2 separate regions of the Mus musculus genome follow, and region 2 is linked to region 1. The links are chromatin contacts, called in public HiChIP or PLAC-seq maps. All regions are on one chromosome and are shown on one strand. Each heading gives the region's core, a stretch centred on a gene start, on an enhancer-like site or on the middle of the called end of the contact. The rest is flanking DNA. Distances are from core to core; before and after follow the strand shown. Region 1 overlaps 2610307P16Rik (RIKEN cDNA 2610307P16 gene). Region 2 overlaps 2610307P16Rik (RIKEN cDNA 2610307P16 gene).

Region 1 (7,802 bases), core at 2,740-5,239:
TCTGCACACTTAGTATGCACTGCTCAACAGAGCAGGCACCTTCATGGTTCCATTCAGGAGGAGAACCAGACACAACAGGATAGATCACTCACCAAAGTTATGAACCTAGTGGGGTTTGAAGACCAGAACCATTGGCTCCATTACCACCTTGCAATACTACTCAGTGTGCCAAGTTAATAGCCCATGGCTCCCTGAGAACTTTGGCTTGGGCTTTAGTTGGCATAGGAAGTATTTTTAGGAGTACATATCTACTTATAAGCTTGTACTTTTTCATTAATTTTAAGTAGTATGCCTTGGTTTTAGGACTATAGCTTTAAACTATAACTGGGAGGATTGTTAGAGGATAGGAAAGTGTTTCAGTGGTTTGGTCATTTAGAATAGTCTGTCAAAGTCCTCTAGGTGTCCTTAAATTTCAGCTGGGTGTAGCGACCCTGAAGTTGTGGAGAAAGGGAGAGGATTTTGTGTTTGTATATAGTGTTCTGTTGGCCTTCACCTAGAACCACCCTTAATGAAAAAGCAAATCTCGGGAAAGCTGGGAAAGCTGAGTTAAAGGAAATACCAAGTCAGTAGATTACCAAGGCTCAAGTTTCATGCCTATGATTTATTATGGTCTTGATCCTTGTCCTAATTTACATGAAGCAGTTTATTATTTACTGATTAGAAATTTAAGCTTTTTTTATGTAGTATTTGAAATAATTCTGTCTTTAGAGTTGTTTTATGTGTAACAATTAGAGGGGTGTGTGTGTGTGTGTGTGTGTGTGTGTGTGTGTGTGTGTGTAAAAGATTCTTTTCATTTCAGCCCTGTCCTTTGGAACTGTTTTTTTTTTTTTTTTTTCTCATTTGTTCCCTTGCACTTGTTTAGCAGAAACTCTCAGAGCCCCTATAAGCCAAACCTGAAGGCATTTGGTTTCAGGTGGGAGAGAGTCGAACTCTGTTAGTCTCCACAATGTATAAAAAGTGCTGTTTGATGGTGGTGGTTACAATTAATATTTGAGTTTAATATTCTCGTTAGTCAACAGGAAGTTTGGGTAGGTACACGAGGCTAGAGATGACCAAGAGACAGCAAGGCTGGAGTACCAACGAGACAGGAAAGTGATGTATCTCACCGCTAAGTTAGTAAATCATCCCTATGGCCAGCTGTTTGACATGAAGAAGATGCTGCTGTTCAGAGCCCTTGCATGCTTTTATTCAAGTGTTGTGGGGTGGGATGTGCTCAGAGGTGCTGAATACTGTTCTTCTTCTCCCCTTGGTCCTTGCTGTGTCTCCTCCTTCTACATTCTTCTTGTTCTTTGGAACAGTTGTTTGTTCCACAGAAACTTACTGAGCAGCTATGAGCCAGGTCTGGAGATTTCTCTTTCTCCTTCAGTGTTTCCTGTTTGGCTTGATACATTCGAATTTGCCTAGCTGTATCCCTACAGAGGGAACAGGAGTAACCCGAGCCACATCCAGTGCACACCCAGTGCAGTACGTTTTCCTGTACTGTTTTCTGATGCTGCTTCTTGATCGTCCTCCTTGAAATTCTGTAGCTATGTTGTTGCATACAAGCATTTCTTTCCTTGTTGCCTAAGAACCCATCAATCACTGCTTCTCTCATTTTTTTTTTTTTTGTGAGCTATCCTTCTCCATAAATATGGCAGCCCATTGCTAGTACTTGTTGGCTTAGTACCTGAAATGTACTCATTTGGGGTTTTTACTGGGACGGCAAAATATGCATTTAACTAACTTGTAACTCCCAGGAGAGTCTTAAAGCTGCCTGTGACAAGATGTTAAATAGTTTGTGTCTGTGAGAAACTTTGCAGATGGCTGTGTATGAAGGGCATGGTATATGTTTTGACTTACTGCTTCTTCAATTATGTTCCATAATTGAATTCAGTTGAATTTTCCATGATCTCAAGGGAAATGGTTTTCCCATTGTTAATCACAGATATCCTCAACTGCAGTGAGGACTGTAACTAACAAGGATCAACTGGGTAGAGTTCACTTATATTTTCATGTATGTTTAGATTTGGGTGGTGTGTATGCATATATGAATGTATGTTCATGAGTGAGTATGAATGTGTGCGTGCGTGCGTGTGTGTGTGTGTGTGTGTGTGTGTGTATCCATATCCAGCTTTATAGCTCCTGGAGATTTGAACTCAGGTCTTCATGCTTCTATAGCAATAATTCTTCATTTTTAATCACTGAGGCATCTTTCCTATCCCAAATTTACTTATATCTTTAAGAGAAACTCTGTGCACACATATTTGTTGAGAAACAAATGTCCCAGCACTGGGACATAATTAAAGTATCTATCTGTCTGCCTAGTGTGTGTGTGCATGTGTTGCATGTTTCTCGGCTGTGTCTGTGTATGTGCAAGTGAGTTCAGGTGCTCACAGAGTCCGGCAGTGTCTGATTTCCCTTGGAGCTGGACTTAACTTGACTTAACTGATGCGGATGCTAGAAATCAAACTCGGGTCTTCTGGAAATGGGGCTTATGCTCTTAACCACTGAGCTATCTCTTTCAGCCCTACTTAAGCAATTGAATTCTAATTCCCAACTTTGCTTACCAAATTAGATAGTCATACAAACATGATTATGTAAGATAAAAGAGTGTGGTGTAAACATTATGTAAGTATGATAGCATAAATAAATACACACAGGTACGGCTGAGCACACTGTTCCAATTCTAGATGATGATTTAGAGATATTATGATTAACTTCATATTTATCCTAAGGTTATTCACCTGAGGAAAAAGCACATTATTCTTGGCATACACAAAGAGCCCACATTTGGTTCTATAATTCATTCAGTGACTTAAACTTTTATAATTTATTCACTAAACCTAAGAAGCAATGTAGTGTTACATAATGAGTGAATTTAGTGTTGTGAGTAAAATCAATGCTCGAAGGATCCGTCATTATTCAAAATGAGCTGCGGGGCTGTGCTGTGGATTTGGTGAGCCTTTTTTTCCTTCTGCCTGCCTGTTGTCTTTTAGTCTCCTTCAAGTATCCTTCTTACCCTAACCCTCTTTGATGTAAGGAGGAGAGCACTTTCAGGGAAGGAGTCTTCAGGGTGTTTATATATTGCGTTCAGTGTGAGAATTCTGTTCAGCATAACAACAACATGGATTATTTAAGCCATTTCTCGATTTCTGCCCAGGCCTGAAACCAGCCTCAGTGCCTTTTATCAACCTTGTTGATCTCTGTGTGTTTTCTTCTGTGGATTGCACCGGGCAGGATCTTAGTTTTTCAATACATTCCTGTGGGTACAAGTGTATTGGCTGCAAGAAGTTTCCTTAATTTACCCAGTTTAATAAAAATGATTTGTGCTTTTGCTCATAGTCTGGCACCTTTCAGAGAACAGAAATGACCGGTGCCATGTGGTGTTCTCTGTACCAGACTGCTGAGCCGTTCTCTCCATGCCGCTTAGGGAAGCAGTGTTGGGAACACATGCAGGATGAGGTGCACCAGTCCCTGCTCTTCTTTCAACTGCATTTGCACAATCTCACAAGCGAACTTGCCAAGTTCAGTTTATGTCCTGGTCACCTCAGAAGGAACATTTGGAGTAAGAGTGCATGTCCAAAGTCTCCTGAGAGATTTTCTTCTGCTCTAAAGACACATCCCAGCCCATTACCCATGCAGCCCATGGTGAACAGAGTTCTTTGTACTTTATGGATGATGTGGAGTTGAAATCTTCCACAAAACAGCAGCTGCATGGAACTTGCACCAGGCATCACAGCTGTTTCTTCTGACAGGGCAGGACATGTTCTGTGCATGCTGGGGAATGACATCTCTGTCCTGGTCTAGACAGCACCTCCTTTCTTCTTTCTTCTTCCCAGACGCTCTTGAACCAAGTGTGACTACCAAGAGGAATCCAGGGAAACCTAAGATGTTGTGTGTGAAGCTCTTCCTGCAAACGACACACACACACACACACACACACACCCTGAGCAGATCAAGGTTGGCAGAGAGTTAAGCATGTGAGCAGGCACATCATTGTGAAAGGAACAGCTACAGGAAGGGACCTTTGGCAGCTCCATCTGTTTGGCAAGACTGGGACATGACCTGAGCTTACACTAAATTACCTCACGGCAAATTATTTTTTCACCAGGCACTGTAAATGTTTTGATGACTCCACCCCACTGGGTGCTGTGCAGAGGACAGATGATACATCAAAGACCTGCTAATTAATCTCCAGGTGTGGTTGGCTCTCTGCTTTTAGGAAAGAGTTAAACCCTCAGATCCTCCTCAGCCTCTCCGGTCAGTTTCTTTTATTTCAAGCTGGTGGAAGACTTACATAGAGTTTTTTTTTTTGTTTGTTTGTTTTTTTTTTTTTTTTTTTAAGCTAGAGTCAATTGACTCTGACACTGTTTCTCTGGTGTTTGTATTTGTGGGTGTGCTTGTGTGGGCATGGCTCTGTGACAGGTGGCCAGGATAAAGGTTTATTTTCTTTTAAAATGTAAACTGCAGAGGTGGAGGCAGGCAGATCATTAGAGCTCACTGACCTGCCAGCCTAGCTGAGTGGTGAGCTCCAGGTTCACTTGAGAGACCTTGTCTCAAAACAAGACAAAACAAAAATGTGGAGATTGGATGAGGATGGCATGACACCCTATATTGACATGTAGCTTTTACATGTGTATGCATCAGAGTACCCATGGAAACATACATACTTACATACATACACACATACACACACACACACACACACACACACACACACACACACACAGATAAACTCTATGTTAACTTCTTTTAGGTTTATATACGTCCAAACAAACAACCTTTTGGTGATTCATTAAGACTCTGTTATTTATCTTTTCTTTGTGGCTATTTTGGCAGTGAATCACCCACTGAAGTCTCATGCAGAGTTTGGTGTTCTACGGTCTGCTGGATTCCATACTGATCCCATTTTAAACTTCTGTCTGTGTCTGTCCTCTACGTTTATGTTAAATGTGAAGAGAAGACATTTTAATGGCAGCAAGATGTTATGGTTTGAATATGGAACACTTCTCTTCTCCGCCACACATGTGTTAAAGGTTAGGTCCTTAGAAGATGACACTGTTTGGAAAAGATCTGGAGACTTTAGGAGGTGGGGTCTGGCTTGAGGAAGAAGGTCACCTGGAAAAGAGTCTTTGAAGGTATCTTATGCTTTCCTATCTCCATCTCTCTATTTTCTATAAGTATTGAGAATGAAAAGGGTTCTGTGTTACGCATTCCCACTGCTGCAGTGTTCTTGCCAAGTGTGTGGGACTAAGCAGGTACGGACAGAGTCCTCTGAAACCTGGAGTCAAAATAAACATTTCTTCCTAGTTGTTTGTGTCAGATGTTTGCTTTTTCAGTGACAAGAAACGTATACAGACCTTAGTTGGAATCTCTTTCACCTCCATGACTGTAAAGCCATAGAGCTGAGACTGAGAGATGTTGCCAAAGTGCTTGTCACAAAAGCATGAGGTTGTGAGTTCCCAGCCTCCCAGAGCCCATCTTTAAAAAGGCCAAACAAAGCAATACATGTTTATAATGTTGGCGCTGGGGAGGCAGAGCACCACTTAGACTCGTTGGCTCTCCAGTAGAATTGAATACATGAGCTCCAGGTTCAGTGAGAGATTCAGTCTCAAAAAACAAGTGGAGAACAATAGAGAAAGACACCTAGAGCTATGATCTCTATACATATTTGTACACACAAAACCTATCCATAGTCACATGTACATTTATGCACATACAAACCATTAAAGATCCCCTCCCCCCAAGGGAGGTTTTATTCCTGCAACAACTAACTCTCTGAAGGGTTTCCCTATCCCAGAACTGTGGATGTTTGGGGGAATCATTGTATATTGGGAGTGGAGTCCTGTGTCCTGTAGACCCTTTCATATCAGCCTGGCCTCAGACTGTGAGATACTAACTTCCAGGTGTGGCATCCAGAAACATTCTTGGATCGATTCAGCTAATGGACAAGGGAGCAAAGACCTGTGAAAATGAACGAAGGAGCCGTTGTCCTTGTTAGTTTAATACCTTCATGCTTTCCAGGGAAGTGAATCCAGAGGCTTTGGAATCTGCCAGGCAAATTCCAACCCATCTACCAATTCTCTGTTCATTACTGATGGGAATTTGAATTTACTTTAGCGTTAGACATCAATCAGAGTCACTGAGAACAAGTATTGACTTTGATGTCATTGTGAATAAAGGCTTCCCAGCTGTTTATATAGCAGGCAGGACTGCCTGTGAAGGAGATACCAGTGGAGGGTTATTTTCACAGTTCTGCTGTTTCAGTGGGAAGACAAGATTTAAACGTGACTCCTTATAAGATTTAAATAGCTGAACCCATGACTGGAGTGAGAAAACACTACACTGTAATTTAGCCATTTTTGTGAATGAAAGGTCAGTTCCATGACTGAAACCCAAGTTGCACTGAGTTCATTGTCTCCGATAGTGCTCAGAACTGTCCAGATTATCGCCTGCATTCAAATCGGTTTGAAGCCCATCTCCTCTGCTCTGACTCTTCCCCCATGTTTCCCTGGGCCTCTGGTGTGGGATGTTTGTGGTGGCAGACAAGTAGAATCCTGTCACAACTGAGACTTCACGTGAAAGGCCTACTTGTCTCTATTTCAAAATTTCCTTTTTGCACTCTCTTCTCTCCTCACGTGAGCTTGCACACTTGCCAAACGTGTTCTGGCTGCTGCTTTCTGTCTCTTTCGGATTTTCCGTTCTTCCTGCCCTTGTTGCTTCTTGCCTCTCTGGCCATAGAAACTGTCAGGTACCTGGGTAACGCATCTTTCCAGTTTGAAACTGGGCTCTGTTACACCTGGGGCACTCTCTCTTTAACTATCTCTGCCTGAATCTGTCTTCCTGTTTCTTTTTCTCACTCTGTTTCTGTGTGTCTCTCTCTCTGTCTCTTTCTCTCTATGTCTCTGCCTCTCTGCCTCTCTCCCTCCCCTGCCCCCTCCCTGCCTCCCCCTCTCCCTGACTCCCCCTCTTTCTGCCTCCTCTCTCCCCCTCCCTCCTTCCCTCCCTCCCTCTCTCTCTCCCTCCCTCCCTCCTTCCCTCTCTCCCTCCCTCCCCTCCCCTCTCAAGCTTAGTGATCTTCACAGCAAATGAAGGTGAACGGTAGCCACATTGTTACTATACAGCCAACTCTAAGGAGCAGATTGGGCTGAGCTTTGAACAGCTGGGGCTGGGGGTGAGTCCCCCACTCTTCTAGGAGGAGTCCCAGAACTGTCAAGTCATCAAACTTGAAGGGGAAAGGGAAGGAGAAAGGCTGTGGGGTTAGTGGTTCCTCCTACAGGTATGTTTGGTTTTGCAATCTACTTTTTTTGTTTCCAAATGTTCGCTGGTTTGTGGATCTGACAGAGACTAGATTAATTGATTTCAAGAACTGCTGTGTCTGCTATAGACCGAACCACTCAGAGGCTGAACTGTGATTTTATTGTTCATTTGCAAGCACTAAAATGTTATCAGATAAGTGTTTTTGTTAAAATGTGTGGTGCTTTCTCACCCATTGCAACTGCTGGTTATTTAAAGGAGAATTTTGATACACAAATGAATCTAAATTCAACAACAGTCTGTTAGAACTCTTATGGGCTTTTGGTGGGTACAATAAATGAGAAATACATGGGCTAGGGAAGGTAACATAGAGTGGGTGCCCCAGGGAGCACAAGCCACCCTTGAAATGTGTTGTATTTGCCCATTCAGTAGGTATGGTACATGTGTGCATGTGCACTTGTGTTCTCATGTGTGCACATGTGTCCTTCAATAACTTGCTCTAAGTTAAGTTTTTTATATAAAAGTTGCTTTACTGTTTTGATCTCACACTTGCTGCAGCTTTCCAT
Region 2 (7,802 bases), core at 3,742-6,241, 310 kb before region 1:
TGGGGAGTCTCTGAATATTTACACAGGAAGGCAGTTTTGAGGCAAGCATAGTCCTGTGCATGCTCAGCCTATAAGTGCATTCCTGAGCAACCTCAGTTGAAGGGCATTATTCGAGAAGGCAAGAGAGTGGCGGGTATTTTAGCTCAAGGTCTTAGCAGGCGTGTCTGAAAGATTAGAATGGTGGGCACTTTTGGGTGTGCTCAACTCTGTCAGACAGGTTGTATCTGAAAATGGAAATGGTTCAGTGAACCAGAAATTTACCACAAAGGTGTCTGTCTCACTTGATGTCAAGTAGCAGACCTGGGTTCTCTCTGGGGATTTCTGCTGGCTGATAGCATGGACATGGGCACCTGCAATCCCAGCTTTGTGGGGGATGACTTGATCCTAAGAGGTCCAGGCCAGCCTGATGGTGGTGATGGTGGTGATGGTGGTGATGGTGGTGGTGGTGACTGTGGCTGTGGTGGTGGTAACAGTGACAGAACTGGGACACAGTTTCTTTGGTTTAATCAAGTCTCCTCTCTTCCTACAACTCTTTGGGTATGGGATAGCTCAGTATTAACATTAGAGGGCTAACCAAAGACACTGGAGATCCTGATCTTTGAATCCTAATATGGAAAATAAAACAAGTGCAAATGTCCAGACACAGTTATACTGACTGCATGTAGGAATGACTTCAGTGGCCCCGCATGACCTCGCCTCCTAAAGCTCTTTTTGCTCACACTCTTTTTTTTTTTTTTTTTAATTTTGTAATTATATTTAGGTACAGAAAATTTAGTGTACGTTTAACCCAAGTTAGTGGCGAGTTCTTTAGCCTTTGCTTTTTCCAGCTTGGCAATTCGAGCCACAGACTTAGGACCCAGGATATTGTCTCCCCAGTGGCAACGAATCTTATCATATATGTCATTATAATTGGTCCTAATAGCTTCCACAAGCTTAGCCAAAGCACCCTTGTTTTCTGAGTTAACCTGTGTGAAGGCAACAGTGGTGCATGTCTTCCGCCCTTGTTTTCTGAGTTAACCTGTGTGAAGGCAACAGTGGTGCATGTCTTCCTGTGGACCAGGTGCCCCAGCCTGGCCTTTCCCTTGATGATGCAGTAGGGCACCCCCATCTTTTGGCACAGGGCAGGTAGGAAAACCACCAGCTCAATGGGGTCTACGTCATGGGCAATCACCACCAGCTGAGCCTTCTTGTTCTCCACCAAGGTGGTGACTGTATTGACTCCTGCTCGGAGGACAGGTGGTCTCTTAGTTGGGATAGTGTCTTTGCCAGCAGCTTTCTTCTCAGCATGGGCCAATAGCCTTTGCTTCTTCTCTTGCTTTGTCTCTGGCCTGTACTTGTGGGAAAGCTTAAGCAGCTGAGTAGCTGTCTGCCTGTCCAGCGCCTGGGTGAACTGCTTAATGGCAGGAGGGACTTTGAGCCGCTTGTAGAGGATGGCTCTTTGCTGCTGCAGCCTGATGTAGCAGGGCCATTTGACGAAGCACGTTAAAACTCTTTTGGGCTGGATGTCCTGTCCAATGCCGAAGTTCTTGGGCCTCTTCTCGAACAGAGGGTTGACCCCCTTCTTGGCCTTCTGCTTCTTGATGATGGTGGGGGCCAGGGCCACCTTCTTCCCCTTGGCCTTCTTCCCTTTGGACATCTTGCTCGGCTGCTGGAGAGAGAGAGAACTTGCTCACATTCTTGAAGACCCTTTTTTTCTAAATGAGATCTTGATCTCGCTTGTGGGGATTGGACCCAGTATCCCTGGGAGCAGTGGTCAGCCTCTTATAGTAACTGCCATGCAAGATTACACAATCCATTTTAGACATTTTTCTTGGCATACTGGTTAGTATAGACTTTTCTCCTTGGCTGTCTGGTCTTCCCAAGAGTAGCCTGAATTCACGTATGTTTTTTAGTTCTTCAACTGATGCAGTGGTGCAAGGGCTAAAGGGGTGCCCACTGGTTAGCAACCTTTGTTCCATCTTTGTATAAGAGGTGAGTCCACTTAGCCTAATACAATAGCTTTTCCACTGTGTAATAAAAAGGAGAAACCACTGTGCTCGCACATCTAGCTCACCCACAGTGCTGCAGTTGGAATAGTTTAAAATACTTACCAGCTGTTTAGCCTTTGACATTCATTTCATTCTCTGAGACTTTGGGTGCCAACTTTCCAAAATTGCGACAAGCATTCTCATAACTATCCTGCAGTTTTGTTTTGTTTTGTTTTGTTTTTAAAGATTTATTTATTTATTATAGGTAAGTACACTGTAGCTGTCTTCAGACACTCCAGAAGAGGGCATCAGATCTTGTTACAGATGGTTGTGAGCCACCATGTGGTTGCTGGGATTTGAACTCTGGACCTTCAGAAGAGCAGTCGGGTGCTCTTACCCACTGAGCCATCTCACCAGCCCTGTTTTTTTTTTTTTTTTTTTTTTTTAATGTGTGACCATGTGTCAGTAAGAAACAGCTTAAAGGAGGAAAGGCCTATCTTGGCTCACAGTTTGAGACAGCTCATCATGGCTGCAGGAGCATGCTCACATCCAGGTGGATCAGGAAGTTAAGGAATGTGGGCTCTCACCCACATGGTGCACCTCCATAGCCATTTCCTACCGGTTAGACCACATTTTTCTAAATGCTCCACAATGTCCCCCAAACAGCACCACTACTTGGGGACCAAGTATTAAACTGCACAAGCCTGGAGGGGACATTTCACACTGAAACCATATTCATATTCTCTCTCTTGGGTTCCTGTGGGTTTCAGATGAGTTAATACACATAAACACAAATGGCCCGGGTGCATGGATGGTTCTGTACCACACGGATGGTTCTGTTTTGTTGTTATGGCTACTGCTCGTTTTTGTTTTTTTTGTTTTTGTTTTTGTTTTTGTTTTGTATCCATCCCTAAAGGAAATCTCTCATGTTTGGTGGGGATTTGGGGCTGCTATCCCTCCTGTTTGCTTACTACATTGGCGATAGTCTAGCCAAAGAGCTTGGCCATGAGTCCCTCCCTCTTGTTTGAACTGTGTGGTCCCACTTACCTGGGCTTCTTTTCTCCCATCTGCTTCCCACTGTTGACGGTTCTCTTTCCCTGAATGAACTTCCTGACTGTCATGCCGGAGTGGAGAGTGGCCCAGTTTGCTCCTCCTCCTTCCTCTGATGTCTCTTGATGATGAGTTTCTCCCTTCATCTCTTTGCTTTATCCTTTCTTCTTCATACATCTTCATATCCTTCCTTATTGTGGCAACGGCTTTCACAGTGGGCAGGTCTTACCACAGAACAGAGCTGGTACCTATACACAGTGGATAATTAGGATGACTGAAAACTGTGTTAGCAAGCGGAGCAGACTCAGTGTAGCAGGCCCATGGGTCAACAGATCCTACATTCTGACAAAAGTTGATGGAAATTGTGTTGCCTCATGCACTTCAGTAATGGAGAAGGCATGGTTACGGCATGAGAAACAGCAGAGCTATCTAGGATGAAAATCTACGACACAGATTTTATTCAATGATGGCAAAGACTTTTCTCCCTCTTTTCATGGGAAAACTACTATAATTTCCAGGAAGTTCTACAGAATTCTTTTGGTGTGTGCATGCATGTATTTGTGTGTAAATCAGCATTAATGATATTTTAGAGTAATTCACTATTAACTTGCTAAATTTAAATAGTATATATTATTAGTTTTAGGGAGATGTATTAAAAAGACACAACTTAAATATTTCTATATGGCACAGAATAGCATTTCTGGATAAGCTTTTTCAGTTTTTGTTTTTCTAATACACTGTTCTCTAAATTCCTTACAAATATTAGCAGTAATACAGGAAACCTAACCAAGATGTTGGAGTTCTGATAGGCTGGCTCAAGGTCTGGCTCATAGCTTTTGTTCTCAGTTTTCTTTTCTTTAAGCTTTTAAGTTAAAATTTGGTAAATATGCAAAATAATAGGTTTCATTTTCACACACACACACACACACACACACACACACACACACACACACACACGTAGTTGCATCTTGCTCCTATCCCCTCACATGCCACTTCCATTCACCCCCTTTCTTGGTCATCCCTTTGTTCTTCCCAAATAGTTCCTTCTTTGCATTCATGCCATATGTGTTATGCTTAAATATAGACTACATATATGAGCGAAAGTGAGGCATTTTATCTTTCTCCATTAGCCATCCCTTTGTTCTCCTCCTTCCTCCCTTTAGCCATTTTCCTCCCATTTTGTAGTGACCTTTCTACTTTCATCTCTCTTTCCTTCTCTCTCTCCCTCCCTCCCCCCCCACCCCCCACACCCACACACATACACAAAGCAAACTAGATTCTGCACATGTGCACATGTGAGAATGGACCCCCTTCATCTTTCTGCGTCTGGTATATTTCTGTTACACAATGATCTCCAGTTGTGTAAATGCTACAGTTTCATTTTGGTTCTTTACAATTCAATAAAATTGCACTGCACATATATATCCACCAGTCAGCATCAGTGCGGGTTCCTGATCTTGCCTATTGTGAATAGTCTTGCAATAAACATGAAGATGCAAGTGTCCCAGTGGAAGATTCCTTTGAATATATACCAGGAGTGGTACAGCCAGATCATAAGGTAGCTAGCTCTGTTTGTAGCCATGTGGAAGAGCCATACTGATGTCCACAGTGGCTGTACCAGTTGACATTCCCCATCAATGTCAGTGTCAGGTGTTAAAGCTCTACATTCCTAACAACCACAATAGCAATAATAATATTAACTCAGATGATTGTTGAGCCCTTGTTTTCAGTTTACTAATTGCTAGAGTAGAAATGTAGGTGGTAAAGCTACCATTCCTTTTTATCTTGCCAGTTGAGTAGTGATCTCTCCCAAGCAGGTGGAGACTTCCTTATGGAGGGCACACATTTCTCTGGGAGCCCAGGAACCAAGTCACTTGGGTCCAAAAGAATGCTGAGAGAACAGCTTGTTCATCTCTCCAGGCACCGTGGGAAGTTTCTGCTCACCCCCAGTCTTCCTGTCTTCTAACTGCCACCCTGCTTCCTGCCTGCGTGTGAGGCAGATCTGGTGACAGCCGTCTGTGATTCCCACCCCTGTGTTGGTCCCCCAGAAACCCATAAAGAATGGAACTGAACATCTTTTTATCCTGGCTTAAACCCCACATAATTCTGATTAAAGAAAGTGAGGGTCCAGATCTTGCCTGTTGGGTGGGGGTGGCTCTGTTCTGAAGCAGAAGGATTTGTGGATCTTTTTATCAGTTGCTTGCCTCCTGCCGGTCTAATGCAGAAGACCTCTTGAAGCAAATACAAAGTTCCAGGTGCCATCATAGCCATGACAAATTGTGTCTCGGGGATCTGCTAGCAGTCGGTTGAAGAAATCGGTAATCTCTTGGGCCTTAGTTTTATAACCTGTAGAGTCAGCAGAGGCACGGATGGTGTGTATAGCTTTAAATTAAGTAATCCTGCCACGGAGAAAGTAGAATTCAGAGTATTTATGGAATCTAAACTTAAGATGCCAAAAGGAGGCAGACACCAGGTTATGAGTCGCAGGGTTATTTTTTTCCGGCTTGGCTTTGCCAGTACACACCTTGTTAGGATCATAGAATGGCAAGCTACACTGTCCCCTTACTGTTCCTTTCAATCCTCAGGCTGTGGCTGTGTTGATTAGTGACAGCGGTTGCTACCCTGTGAGTCCCCTCACCCCCAACTCCCCCATCCATCAGAAGAAAATCCATCATACTTTTGACAATGTTTTCCTCTCCAAGAAAATGATCTTTAAGAGAATGGCATGTAATATAGACTTTATTCTTCTTAAGGTATCAGAGAAACGGTATCTGAAATAAAATCAATACATGATGCAGTGGTTTATTTACATTTAAAATATTGAATCGTGGCAAAGCATTTTATCAAAGGCTTTGGGACCAAATACATGTTCCAGACTTACGAAAGTAGGGCAGTATACAGCAGAGAAGCTGCTGTGTATAGTGGATGATACTGAATGTGTCCACTTAATCCACATATCCCAACTACAGTAAGGAAAGGCAGACTTAGGAGAGCTTAAGATGTACAGATAGTGATTTGGGGTGTGTGTGTGTGTGTGTGTGTGTGTGTGTGTTATACACATTTTTATAAGTTTTTGTATACATAAACACACGTGCATAACTATATATGTGTATATGTATGTATGTTTGTGTGTACTTTTTTTTTATTACGTATTTTCCTCAATTACATTTCCAATGCTATCCCAAAAGTCCTCCACACCCCACCCCCCACTCCCCTACCCACCTATTCCCATTTTTTGGCCCTGGCGTTCCCCTTGTGTGTACTTTTAAAAAGACCTTCTCATAATCTCAAATGATGGTTACCAGGCAACTCAGGGGCAAAGGCACAGTCTTACCCTTCTACACTCTCCAGGATAAAAGTGAGCCAATGGAACAGAACTGAACTGAACGGAATAGAATCCCAAAGCATGGGGTAACACATTCATACTTAGATCACATCTCTCTACTGGTCTCAGGTCTCAGGTCTCAGTCTCACCATCTCCATCTCCCATGATTGTACGGAGTGAACTTCATCTGTGCTTTTGTTTTATATTGTTTTTCTGGGCAGGAATAAATTATGTTGTGTCTTTGTAGAGGTTTGCTTTTTAGTTTTAAATTATCTGCAGCAGTTGATAACAGTGTGAAATTGGTCTTTGAAACTTGAAATAGTAGGCTATAAAACCTCATGCATACTGAGTCTTTTTGTGAGTGTTACTTTGCATATTTATTTCCGCACATCCACTTGTGAGAGTGTACACACATACACACAACCAGGCTACACAGAGAAATCCACACAAAACAACAAAACAAAAAAAAACCCAGCCCCCTAAATTAACATTTTACTGTAGAATTGTATGTTAATCTTAGTTTGCTTAATAATGATTAAGCACATAGTTATTTCTATCTTTATTTGCATTTCCCATTTTCTTTAAAGTAGTGCTGTTCATACATGGCAGCTCTTGGATTTATTTACTGATTCTAGGACATGTTTTTGTTTTGTGTTTACATTTCAATCAGATTTCCCCCTGGTGTTGGGGATTGAGTGAGGGCCTAGCACGTGGTGGGCGAGCACTGATCCACTGAGTTATATCCCAGGCATTTTCTTATTTTGGATGTTGAAACAGGGGCTTGGTAAATACAAACTATGTTTCCCATTCTGACCTTGAATCTGAACTCCTGCCATTAATCTCTTGATCCTTTCAGCCTCCAGAGAAACTGGTTCTAAAGGCATGTGCCACAAGGCCAGGTTTCAGAGTATATGCTGTTTCATTTTGGATTTTTGAGACAGGGTTTCTCTGTGTAGCCTTGGCTATCCTGAACTCATTCTGTGGACCAGGCTGCCCTCAAACTCACATAGATCTGCCTCTACCTACTACTGAATGGTAGGATTAAAGCACCCGTCTTATGTATGCTGGTTTTATTGTTGTTATTTGTTTTGTTTGTTTTCCTTCCTTCCTTCCTTCCTTCCTTCCTTCCTTCCTTCCTTCCTTCCTTCCTTCCTTCCTTCCTTCCTTCCCTCCCTCCCTCCCTCCCTCCCTCCCTCCCTCCCTCCTTCCCCCCTCCCCCCTCCCTCCCTCCCTATGTACATATGCATATTCATATGAAGGTCAAAGGACCACTTGAAAGTCAATTCTCTCCTTCTACCTTATGGGTCTAAGAATTCAAACTCAGCTTGCTAGGCTTGGCCAGAAGCTCTTCTGTCTGCTAAGCCGTCTAGCCAGTCCCCTTCAGTATGGTTTTAATCTTTTGTGTTCTACCAACTTCCTAATGTGTTCCTGAGCCTCTGTTCTGATGTAAAGTGGTCTGA

The links. HiChIP or PLAC-seq counts read pairs in DNA pulled down with a chosen protein or histone mark.
Region 2: a contact with region 1 is called in an H3K27ac HiChIP or PLAC-seq map of T-cell acute lymphoblastic leukemia, with 2.4 times the contacts expected there. The contact joins two enhancer-like sites. A contact is called at or near these places in 1 of 484 Hi-C or Micro-C datasets (pancreatic cancer cells) and 2 of 115 datasets of contacts at active chromatin or transcription factors (T-cell acute lymphoblastic leukemia and double positive thymocytes).

Annotation. Positions count from the first base shown.
Region 1 is chr13:28,516,203-28,524,004 of GRCm38.p6, reverse strand. All of the region lies in intron 7 of 2610307P16Rik (RIKEN cDNA 2610307P16 gene), which reads left to right. Among named protein-coding and RNA genes, the nearest start is that of Gm40841, 99 kb to the right of the region's middle. Within about 2 kb of position 3,989, at least 29 of the 459 cell types and tissues checked have an H3K27ac peak or open chromatin away from gene starts, as enhancers often do. A contact at or near this core is called in T-cell acute lymphoblastic leukemia and double positive thymocytes, where this site is marked.
Region 2 is chr13:28,830,705-28,838,506 of GRCm38.p6, reverse strand. All of the region lies in intron 2 of 2610307P16Rik (RIKEN cDNA 2610307P16 gene), which reads left to right. Among named protein-coding and RNA genes, the nearest start is that of 2610307P16Rik, 51 kb to the left of the region's middle. Within about 2 kb of position 4,991, at least 55 of the 459 cell types and tissues checked have an H3K27ac peak or open chromatin away from gene starts, as enhancers often do. A contact at or near this core is called in T-cell acute lymphoblastic leukemia and double positive thymocytes, where this site is marked.